2 separate regions of the Callithrix jacchus genome follow, and region 1 is linked to region 2. Evidence: chromatin contacts called from public Hi-C data. All regions are on one chromosome and are shown on one strand. The core of a region is the stretch at or near the end of the contact, and the rest is flanking DNA. Distances in the headings are between cores, read along the strand shown.

Evidence for each region. Hi-C and Micro-C count contacts between places; a contact is called where the count stands out from the background.
Region 1: a contact with region 2 is called in a Hi-C map of skeletal muscle, with 5 times the contacts expected there. The contact joins the enhancer-like site here to the promoter of SMIM41 in region 2. A contact is called at or near these places in 3 of 3 Hi-C or Micro-C datasets (induced pluripotent stem cells and skeletal muscle).

What each region holds. Positions count from the first base shown.
Region 1 is chr9:67,452,960-67,458,466 of calJac240_pri, forward strand. No RefSeq gene overlaps it. Among named protein-coding and RNA genes, the nearest start is that of NR4A1, 12 kb to the left of the region's middle. Within about 2 kb of position 2,057, at least 7 of the 16 cell types and tissues checked have an H3K27ac peak or open chromatin away from gene starts, as enhancers often do. A contact at or near this core is called in skeletal muscle, where this site is marked.
Region 2 is chr9:67,397,047-67,402,957 of calJac240_pri, forward strand. It overlaps SMIM41 (small integral membrane protein 41), which reads right to left and starts at 3,670. Exons shown (of 2, transcript XM_035256703.3): 1 at 3,252-3,670; 2 at 153-3,166. The coding sequence starts at 3,645. The coding sequence ends at 3,358.

The DNA of each region.
Region 1 (5,507 bases), core at 807-3,306, 54 kb after region 2:
ATTTTTAGTAGAGACAGGGTTTTTCCATGTTGGTTATGCTGGTCTCGAACTCCCGACCTCAGGTGATCCACCCGCCTCGGCCTCCCAAACTGCTGGGATTATTGGTGTGAGCCACCGAGCCCAGCCGTCCTCTTCCTCTTTTCTTGGGGGCCCTTAGCACAGGACTCAGAGCAGCAGAGCTCCCAGCCTTCCCAGTGCTGACTGTCTTCAGCGATCCAAGTGCTTGCTCTGAGCAAGGCCCTGGCTCCCAGCATCTGGAGGCTGCCAGTGGGCACCGTGTGTCTGGGAGCTGCCTTAGCTGCTCAGGCTTGGGAGAGGAACCATCCTGCAGGCGCTCGAACCATAAATGTCCAGACACAGAATCACATTGGAGCCATCCTCAGCAGACCAGGCAGGGCTGCCTCCCAGGGAGAGCTGGGTAACCCGAGCTGCTGGCAGGCCCTCAGGTCACTTCAGGAGCACAGGGTGGTCAGCTGATGCTCCTGGGGACCATTCATCACGTCTCGCAGCCCAGCTGGTACAGCCATGGCTATTTCCAGGCCTGGGTTTTCAGCAGCTTATATAACAGTCTGGAAGTCGGGGCTGGGCTAAGGGGCACTTGTGGCAGGGATGGGGCTGTGCCCACTTTCCACAGTAGGTCTTGCCCCTCAGCCCCTAGCCTCCCTGTGGAGATTTGTGGGGAGCCCACAGCTCTGGCTGCAATCCCTGTGGCCAGCCACTGTGCCTATCAACACACCCCTCACTTCCTGGCCTGGACGATGCCTGGCCATCTTCCTTCCATGGTGTTGAGGTCACCAAGCAGCCTCTCCCTCAACCGTATCAGCCCTGCCCAGCCTCTGCACTCTCACCCTCCCTCCACCCGCAGAAGAGCAGGTGTGTCTGCTGCTGCCCCTCCGAGAAGAACCTGTGCACATTCTGGAAGCCCCCTCCCAGCTCCTGCAGGCCTAGTTTGGTGGGCAGTTAAGCGGGACTCAAATACGTATATTCCCAGTGTGACTTTAGGTGGTCTTTGTACATCGCTGAGACTCAGTTTCTTGTTTGGGAAATGGAACAATACTATCTCCCTTTTGGTGTGGCTGTGAGTGTGGGGCTTTAAGAGCACATTCCAGGAGGCAGAGTGTCCAGCCCTGTCTATCTGTGTGGCCTTGGGCCAGTTACTTAAGCCTTCCCGGCCTCAGTTTCCCTGTGTAGAACGGGACAGCAATATGACCTACCTCTTAGTTGTTGTGAGGATCCAGTGAGTTTTTATGCATAAAGCACTTAAAGAGTTCCTGGCATGAGGTCAGCACCATGTAAGTGTTGGCTATAATTAGACAATGTTTGGAGATCACTTTCCTCTGCCTTGGCTCCTAATAAGCTCTTGGTGAAAGGTACTTGTTATTTTTAACTTCTTCCTTCTCCTTCACTGTCTTAATTCCCTTTATAAATCCATCTTCATTTAGCCTTGCAATTCCCTTTAAGTACCTTCTCTCCTCTTTTGTTGTCAACCTGCTAAACTACCAATAAGGAGTGCATAAATTATATTTGTCCCATGTTTACATTCATACAGCATTTCCCATGCACTCTTGTCCCGACCTCACAGCAAACCCGTGAGGGAGCAGTGCGGCTCATGTCATTGCCCTCATTTTGAGAGCCTGGAACAGGGTGTGATCTGTCCAAAAGCATCAGCTGCTCAGGGGTGTGTCCAAGCCACCAGTGAGGGTATCCCGACCTTGGGCACCAGAGCACACCGGATGATGCACCCAGGGCATGCCAGCTCGGTGCTGCCAGGGCAGATTAGCGCGGGGGGGGGGCCCTCCTGCTTCCGATCCCAGCTGTGGGAGCGCCCACATTATGGGAGGAGAGGCCTGTAGGCTTTATAAATACCTCCCACCGCAGCAGGAGCCCCAGCGGTCCCCAAGTGCTGTGCGGTAGTGCCCTTTGCTGGAAACAGGCAGTACTGCTGCTTCTCATAAGGGAGGAGGTGGATTCTTTCACATTTACGCAAAAAGCTAACTAGGGCCGCCTATGTGCCAGGCCCTCTTCTAGGAACCATAGAGAGGGGAAAGGAACCTCGGAAAGCCCCGACCTTTCATGGAGGTGCCTTCTAGGGGAGGGATACATAAAAACATGTTTAAGAGAATGGCACATAAAGAGAAGCGCAAGAAAAACAGAGCCGGGTGAGCAGCTACCGAACGATAGAGGGCGCTAGCGATACGGATCGGCCAAAGACGGCTTCTCAGAGGAGGTGACAATGTAGCCAGGGACAGGAGCGAAGCGAGGCAGAGAGGCCCTTCCCCGGGGAAAGACTATGGAGACGAATGAGAAGGTGCTGAGATGGGGACAGTCTGGGTATGGAGGAAAAACAATGAGGCCCATGTGGTTAAGGTCAGTGCCGAAAGAGGCTGGGCGCGGTGGCTCACACCTGCAATCCCAGTGCTTTGGAAGGCCAAGGTGGGCGAATCAACTGAGGTCAGGAGTTCGAGACCAGCCTGACCAATATGGAGAAACCCTGTCTCTACTAAAAACACAAAAATTAGCCAGGCATGGTGGCGGGAACCTGTAATCTCAGCTACTCTGGAGGCTGAGGCACAAGAATTACTTGAACCTGGGAGGCGGAGGTTGCACTGAGCCGAGATGGCGCCATTGCACTCCAGCCTGGGCGACAGGGCGAGACTCTGTCTCTGGGGGGGGCGGGAGCAGTGAGCAAAGTCCAAGAGGCGGGGCCTTACCACATAGTACATGAAGAAGGCAGAGCTCTGGCAGGCTCAGGAAGCAAAAACAGAGCTCTAATAAGCATGCAGTGAGGTGTGTGTGGAGCCTCACCACTGCCTGTGAAGTGGGTGTTCCTGGCATTACCACCATTTTGCAGAGGAGGAAACTGAGGCTGAGGAAGGTAGAGGTTGTGTGGTTTGCTACAGGGTGGAAATATAAAGTCACAGAGCAAGAACCTAAATCCAGGTTTGTCTGACTCGAGTTTGTTTTCTTTCTTCCTTTTATCTTTCTTTTTTTCTTGCAACAGGGTCTCGCTCTGTCATCCAGGCTGGAGTGCCAGGGGCCAGTGGCACAATCACGGCTCGATGCAGCCTCGAACTCCAGAATTCGAGCGGGCCTCCCATCTCAGCCTCTCAAGTAGCTGGGACTACAGACATGTGCCACGACACTCACATCATTTAATTTTTTTTTTTTTTTTTTGAGAGGGAGTCTCACTCTGTTGCCAAGGCTGGAGCATAATGGCATGGTCTTGACTCACTGCAACCTTCGCCTCCCAGGATCAAGCAATTCTCCTGCCTCAGCCTCCCGAGTAGCCACCACACCCTGCTAATTTTTGTATTTTTAGTAGAGCCATGGTTTTACCATGTTGGCCATGCTGGTCTTGAACTCTTGACCTCGTGATCTGCCCATCTCAGCCTTCCAAAGTGCTGGGATTACAGGCTTGAGCCACCGCACCCTGCCTTAAAATATTTTTATAGAGACGAGGTCTTGCTATGTTGCTCTGGTTGGTCTTGAACTTCTGCTCAATAGATCTTCCGGCCTTGGCTTCCCAAAGTGCTGGGATTACAGGTGAGCCACCCCTCCTGGCCGAATCCGGGCTTTAACCAAAAGTTAAGCACTTGGAGAGAGAAAAACGGCAAGACAAACAGCAGGTAGAGAATGGCCACAATTGTATTAAAATACATATATGTCTATTTATATCCCGTAAAAACGCTGAAGGCACTCCACCGCATGTGATAATCTCTGGGTGTGACTTAGTGCTCTTCTTCCATTGTGGGGCTGGGGCAGGGAGGATGGTGGCCACACCCCGCAGAAGGCAGGAGAGACCACCCTTAGCGTTGATAACAACCACGCCGCACACTCACAGGCTCCTTTGCGGTTACAAACTGTCCTTCACTGCTGAGCTTTTGCTCCTCACCACAGTCATTTCACAGGGAAGGAAGCCGAGCCTCAGGGAGGCCACGACTCCCCCTGAGATAGCCCGTGACACGGCTAGGGCCGGGGCAGACCTCTACCTGTTCCGAGTCCTGCAGGCGCATGTCCACGAGAAGGGAGAGCTGGCAGAGAGGTCCAGGAGGGTCTGGGAGCAGGGCCGGGGGCGGGTGACGAGAGTGGCCGTTCCCGAGTCTGCCAGCAGTGGGCGCCACGTCCCCGCAAGTAGGCCGGGGCACGCCCCCTGCCGGGACCCGCCCCTTTGCTGCCGGGACCCACAGCACCTAGTGGGGAGCGGCGCGGCAAGCTGGGGTCCGAGGCCATGGGGATGGGAGGGCGGCGGACGGGCTGGGCCGGGGCAGGAGGAGAAGACCGGCCCGGGGTCTGCGCCGGTGAGGGATCGAGAGTGCGGGGGCACCCGCGTCTGCGGCTGGAGGTGGGGCGGGGGCGGGCGAGCATGAGGGGAAGGTCCTGGCATGGCGGGAGGTGGTGCTCGACGGCGCCGGGACTTCCTGGGGCGGCGGGACTAGCTGCCTGGGGAGGCGGTTACTCACTCCGGCGCTGCCGCCTCCCAGATCCCAGCAAAGCACAACCCCGGGGTCTCCTCTGCGCTCCCACCCCACTTGCGGTGGCAGCACGCCTGGGGGGGGGGCTCGCTCCTGCAGCCTCGCGGTCCCGGTGCTGGCGAGGATGGAGAGGGGGGCTGGCGAGGATGGAGAGGGAGGACGGCGCCCGGCGGACTCCACCGGAGCGGCACCGCCAGCCCCCAGCCACTGCAGTCTAGCCCAGGCCTGGAAGGGCAGCCTGCAGCGTCTTGAGCAGCGAGTGAGGCTCCGCTTCCACACCTCCACCCGTCCCGTCTCCCCAAGCTGAGCTCCCACTCTGGTCTAGACGGGAACCAGTGAAGAGCAGCCTCCGGCTGTGCGCCCCAGCCCCGCCTCCTCTCTCCTCCCCTCGCCCCAGAACACTGGCGACACCCCACCAGCCGGCAGGGGCTGGACACCGTGCTGAGCCCTGCCCCCATTTCCCCCGGCCCCACTCATACCTCCCTCCGACCAAGGCGAGGACACAGATGTGTCTGCTGGGACCCCTGCCCTCAGTCCCAGTCTGTAGGCAGACGGCCACCATCCATACCAAAGTTTACACCAGGGAGCAGAAAGTGGTTCTGGGGCAGCGGGAGGCGCAGGTTCTTCGCTCCCCGAGAACACACAGCCTCAGGGGACCGAGTTCGGCCAGTATTTAGAGTCCCAAGGCTCGGTGTGGGCGGGAGCTCAGAGGTCTCCGGAATCATCATTCAACATCCTTTCAATAAAGACTCACTGAGCACCTAGGGTGCTTTAAAAATACCAACGTCAGCCGAGCGTGGTGGCTCACGCCTGTAATCCAAGCACTTTATGGATCCACAAGGTGGGTGGATCACCTGAGGTTGGGAGTTCAAGACCACCCTGACCAATATGGTGAAACCCCGTCTTTAAAAATAAATAAATACATAAATAAAATTTAAAATAAAAATAAAAATACCAACGTCCCAGCCCACCCTAGAATTCCTAGATCAGAATCTCAACAGGGCCAGGAGCGGGTGGCTCATGCCTGTAATCCCA
Region 2 (5,911 bases), core at 2,420-4,919:
TGCAAGGGGAAAGGCCACCACTGAGAAGAGGCCAGGGGACAGGGGCTGAGGTTGCTATATATGCTAGAAGCAGGTCAAACTGGAGGGGAGCCAGGGAACAAACCACTAACTCCTAGAGTCAAGAGCTGGAGACATAGAGGGTAGACCAGAAATTTGCATCACCAGCATATTTAATGAGAGGCCACCGAAAGTGATGCAGCATTTCTGGATGGCAGGGGCGCCACAGGTCTGCAAATGGGAGGCACTGACTCGGAGCAGGGGCGGGTCACTGTCAGACCACTGCTGCCTCACACCAGACAGGACAGGTGTGCACTCATGTCCTCAGAGGCCAGAAGGCAGAGGGCACAGCCAGCACCTGCTGCGCCAAGCATCCAGGACGTGTGGCCACTTCAGTGCCCAGGACATGCAGCAGGCCCCAAGCGGGCTGGGAGTGTGCAGGCCCACACCGAGGACTTCCTGCAGTCCAGCAGAGCAGTTCAGAGGCAGCGGCTGGGTGCAAGGATCCCAGGTTGAGGTCTCACCACGAGCCAGGTATCTCCCAGTCTGTCATCTGCATCAAGAATGAGCTGAGGGTGGCATGAGTTCCCCAGAGGGGCAGCAGGAGAGTGGGCTCTCTGGTCAGCAGATGATGCAGGGCTCAGGAATCTGTAGAGAGAACCACCCCCATCTTTTCTGGAGAGGGAGCCGCACGATGTGGATGGTGAGGAAGGGACTGCATAAACCCCTCACAGCCTTTCCCAGCTTAGGGAAAATCTCAGGGGCTGGAGGAAGGTGAGGGCAAGGTCTGAACCCATCAGCTGCCCCAGCCCTTCCCCCATGGACAGTGCAGGCTAAGGGAGCTGGCTGGGTTTCCAAGTACCTGGCTTCTCTCCCTGGCACTCAGGCCTGCACCCATCCCCCCACCTCTCACTACCAGCTGGAGCCTGAGAGATGGGGTGACAGCAGCACCCACTTCCCAATTTTCCACATTCTTTCCTGCCCACTCAGCCTAACAGCCTTGACCGGGGTCAGAGTTCCATGACAAACATCTCAGTCTCTTCCCGAAGGAACACTGAGGTCTCTGGCACACCCCACGGCCTCCTTTCCAAGCACTGGGCCCAGGAACAGTAACAGGAGGAAGTTGGAGGAAGAAAGCCTTTGCCCCTGCCTCTATCCCCAGCCCCGGCCCTGTCCTGGGTGTGAGCAGACATGAAGATGCTGGGGGCAAAGCCCTTCCCAGCACCAAATTGCTCTATACCCTCACACCACAGCAACTTGAGCCCAAAGACCAAACCAAAGGTCATCAGCCTTCAGCCCTGATCCCTGGCTCTGACGGCTTGGATTTTTTTCCATGGATGTTTATTCCAGCTGACCCTCTGAGCCCATCCCCCACTCAGGTTCAGGCCAGAAAAGCTGAGCCCAGCTGGCTAGGAAGCTGTTGCTGGCATCTGGAAGACTGCTCCCTGTAGACAGAGGGCAGGGAGGGCCCTGGGGAAGCAAGGACAGGAAGGGGGCAGTGACACAGAGGTTTGGGGGTCCACACCTGATTCACAAATGTATGAAGAGAGGCCATATTTTGCACCAGCATCTCAAAGAGTGAAAAGAAAGCAGGGGAGGACAGAACAAGAGGGGCCCCCAAGTGCCAGAATGGGCCATGAACTTGGAATCAGGGCCCAGAGTCTGCTTCCGGCTCTGTCATTCACATGAGCATGTCACTTACTGTTCTCTGAGCTTCCCTGTATGTATAAGGAAGGGGTTCCCCATGATCTGGGGACCCTCTCTCCCAGCGGGGAAAGGAGAGGAGAGCATGGGGCCAGAGGGTGACAGGCAAGGCGTCTGGAAGAAACTGGGTACAATCAAGAGAGGAAGTTCCCATCCTCTCCTCCAGAAAAGGGAGGCAGGAATGTCCCCTGGACCCAGCCCCCTGCCTGTGCCAGGTACAGTAACACACACGTGGCACACACCCCTCAGGGCCCTGGACAGCCCTCCTACTTAGGGGGCAGGGGCAGCGGCCCTGAGGTGAGAAGTCCCTGGCTCAGCAAGCCCAGTGTGGGATTAACGCCAAATCCTGGGCTGCTGGGCAGAGATCACACGTCGTCATCAGCTTCGCAGCTACTTAGCTGCACCTGCCCGCATCCTCCCCCTGCCCCTCACAGGCACCCAACCTGACTCCTTTCTTGGAGGGAAACCGGGACCCTGCCCTACCCCAGACAAGTTGGGGGGGGGCTCCAGAATCAGGGGGTAAGAGAGGCCAAAGTCACCCTCAAAAAACAAACATTTCCACCCACAGAAACCTCCAGGGGCTCCTAGGTGCAAAGCTGAACAGAGGGAAGGAACAGTGAAGGCCTCTCCAGCCTCTGTGGCTCTTCCCAGGTGGCCTTGGTCTGTAGTTACCTTGTCCTCGGGTCATCCAGGCCCTTCCCTCCAGATGGCTCCTGTCCTTGGAGAGACAGAGCGAGACACCCAGAGAGAGCCCCCATAGCTGGGAGTCCTCAGCCCCACTTCCTGGAGCAGTGCTTCTGAGGCCCCCCAGCTGCTGGGAACCCTGCCATCCACGCCCCACAACACACACCACACAAAGCTCCTTGCTCTGGGTTACATCTGCTCCCCCACCCCACTGCTCCACGACATAAGCAGCGGCCAGGGAAGAGCCTTCCACACACCTCCCCATGCCCAGGGCCACCCAGGCCCCTGGCTCTGCCTTCAACATAACCACACTCTCCTCCCTGTCTCAAGAGGAAGGAAGTCCAGGCAAAGAATCTCCCTCAAGCCCCCTTCCAGGGAAAAGACTTCAGGAAGCTGAGACCAAAGGCTGAAGCTGTCTGCCTGTCTCCTCAGCCCCATGGAGTGCAGAATTGGGCCTAGGACCTATAGGGGCTGGAGCAGATGCAGACCGTGGAGGTGAGGGCAGGGTCCAGGGAAGAAGCCCCCAAAGCACGCTGCGGCCTCTGGACTCCCTCCTCTGTCATCCTCCTGCCTCCACAACCACCCTACAGTTGCACAGCAGCTTCTGCTCCTAGAAAAAGGGCATAAGGTGGGAAAACTTAAGACGGGAAGAGGGGGCCAGAGCTGCGGGAGACACCATCCGGGGCAGGGTGTGTGATCCCGCACACCTGGGTGGCTGCAGCCCCACCCACCGTGGACTTACGGAGCTGGGAACCGGAGTCGCTGACAAACAGGTGCCTTGCTGCAACCGGATAAGCCCCTCAGTAAGGAAGCTACTGGAGCCTTCCAGGCCCCCACGCCCGTACTCCCGATCCCTGCCCTCTCACCTGTGTGGGGCACGCCGCTTCGGAAAAGGGGTAGGAACCGCAGCAGCCGTCCGCGCGGAGTCCGGGGCGGCACGGGGACGGAAGACCTCCGAGCGCAACTGGGCGCCTAGGAGTGGTCGTCGTCATCGCTGTTCTCTCCGCGGGCATTGCCGGGCTCGGGCTCGCGGGACGTACGCTGCTCGCGGGCCAGCAGCGCTGTCAGGCCCTGGGCGCGGAGGAGGAGGCCGCCGCCCAGGAACAGGACCCCACAGAGCACCAGCAGGGACAGCACGCCCAGCACCACCGCCTGCACCGCGCGCGGCCCCTCGGGGGGCTCCGGCGGCGACCCCGACTGGTTGCAGCAGGAGCTCAGCCAGGCGGCTCCAGCCGCAGGGCCCGCCTGAGAGCCGTTCATGCTCCAGCGCCTGCTGCCCAGATGTGGTGGGATCGCCAGATGTGCGGGAGGCCAGGCTGGCGGGCGGGCAAACGGCTGCGTCAGGGAGGGAACTAAGGGGCGGACCCCAGGCGCCCTACGCCCCCACCCGCTGCGCAGAGTGCTTGTGCCCTTCCTAGACAGAGCTCCAGCCGCTGTGGGCTACTGGCCCACAGGCCGGGACTCTGGGGCGGGGCCGCCTTATTTCTTCTCATCCCCTTGGCCCATAGGCACCCCCGTGCGAGTCTAGCCAGCCAAAACCAGGAACCCTGTCCCCAAGAGTCCCTCCCCTTCGCAAAGAGGGCCAAGAGGTCCACCTGGGCAGAGCCCTGAGCAGATCTTCAGACCCCATTCCCACGTGCAGGCTGGGGTGCTGCCCCTCTAAGCAGGACACAAGACAAAGGAGACAAAAGCGACTGTCCCCTTTCTTGGGCTTTTTGTCCCTATACCAAAGTTCTATGCTGCCAGGTGGCCCAGGTGACTGCTGAGCCAGGAGGCACACAGGCAGCCCTGAGGATAAGTGACTCCCACCCTTCCTTGTCTGTCATCCCTTCTGGAAGCTTCCTGGGGCTGGACAAGCAAGACAGTGCCTCCTGCAGACTCCACAGCAGGGAGACATTCAGGCAGAGCAGAGCAGAGCATGGGGATTTCAAGGTCCACCCCACACATTTTCTCAGGCCCCACAGGCCAAGGAGAGCCACATTTACAGACCAACAGGAGAGCACAGATTTGAGCCACCAGAACTCCAGTCCTGACCCTGGACAAATCAGTCCCTCACTTCAGGGAAATCACAATGCCAGAAGGGATGGAAATGTTGCTGTGCTGTGCACCGGGCAGCCCACTGCCAACTAGGCGTCTCGTGGCCAAGCCAGTGGAGGAGTTGTGGAGCAGAGTCCAGCTGCAGAAAAGCACAGACTGGAAAAGCAGATAGGGAAGGAAGACCCTCCTGCCAGGTCTACCAAAAAATTCCATAGCAAGCCTTGAGTCTTCTTTTAAAAAATAAAGTCACTACCAGCCAATACCTGTACCAGTCAACCCCTCAGAAGGGATTAGATTAGCTGACGGCTTGCTGGGAGGAAAACAGGAAGAGTCCCCGAACTGCACCATGCCAAGTGGGGATCACATACTATCGAGAACTTGCTACAAATAGGCCTTCTCCAACTATAAACACCCCTCCTGAATGCTCCAACTCTGATGCCCCAGAGATCGAGTAGAACATCACAAAACTTATCAGGAAACAACACGTGGCCAAGGGTGACTTGAAATGGGAAAAGCACATTCCAAATGCAAACACTTCCTGGCCATCCTGGCTACCTACCCTGCTCCAGGACCATAGACAAGACCCCCCTACTCCCACCCCATTTCTCCCATTAGCATCCCTCCCTACACACAATTCACTTAGTCTGTTTAGAACTGGCTCAGAAGCAGCCCAAAGCATTGTGAAACATGGACTGTATCGATGAGCGCACAGCACACAAGGGGGCTGGAGTATGTGGGTGTGGAAATGAATGTGAGTTCCTGAGGCAATGGTAAGACCCAGCCCAAGCTAGAAGTGTCACCAGATGCCAGGTAGTCTCAAGCTGACCCATCTGTCTCCAGACACCTCCCCACATCAGATGACCCTTCTGGTGCACGTGGGGATCTGTGTGCACTCTGTGAAGGCAGAGAAGTTACTCTCTGGGTCCATGATGAAGCAAGACCAGTAACATAAAGGCCAGGGATGTCACAGCTTCCCTAGAAAGGGAGGAGATAACAAGGGAACAGAAAACCAAATACCACATGTTCTCACATCTAAGTGGGAGCTACATGATGAGAACACATGGACACACAGAGGGGAACAATGCACACTGGGGCCTTTTGGAGGGTAGGAAGAGGGAGAGGATCAGAAAAATAACTAATGGGTCCTGGGCTCAATACCTGGGTGATGAAATAATCTGCAAAATGAACGTTTAGAAAAAAAAGTAGAGTTTGGAAGTATTAAACTAGGGAGTAGATTGGTGGAGAAAAAGGGAGGAGAAGCAGCTTAGTCACATCCAAAAGCAAGAGACCCTCACCCTCCAATGTACCTTCATTCATGGGATTGGTTACGGCCACATCTGGGTAACACCTGCTTTGTGTGAATATCCAGACAGAGTTTTTAATATGCCTTTAATCCCATCCGCCCACTTCATCTTGGAATAATGCTCTCAATACAAACCTGTGTCCTCATAGGAATGCCAGAAAGTGTTAACACGTCGGGGCAGACACA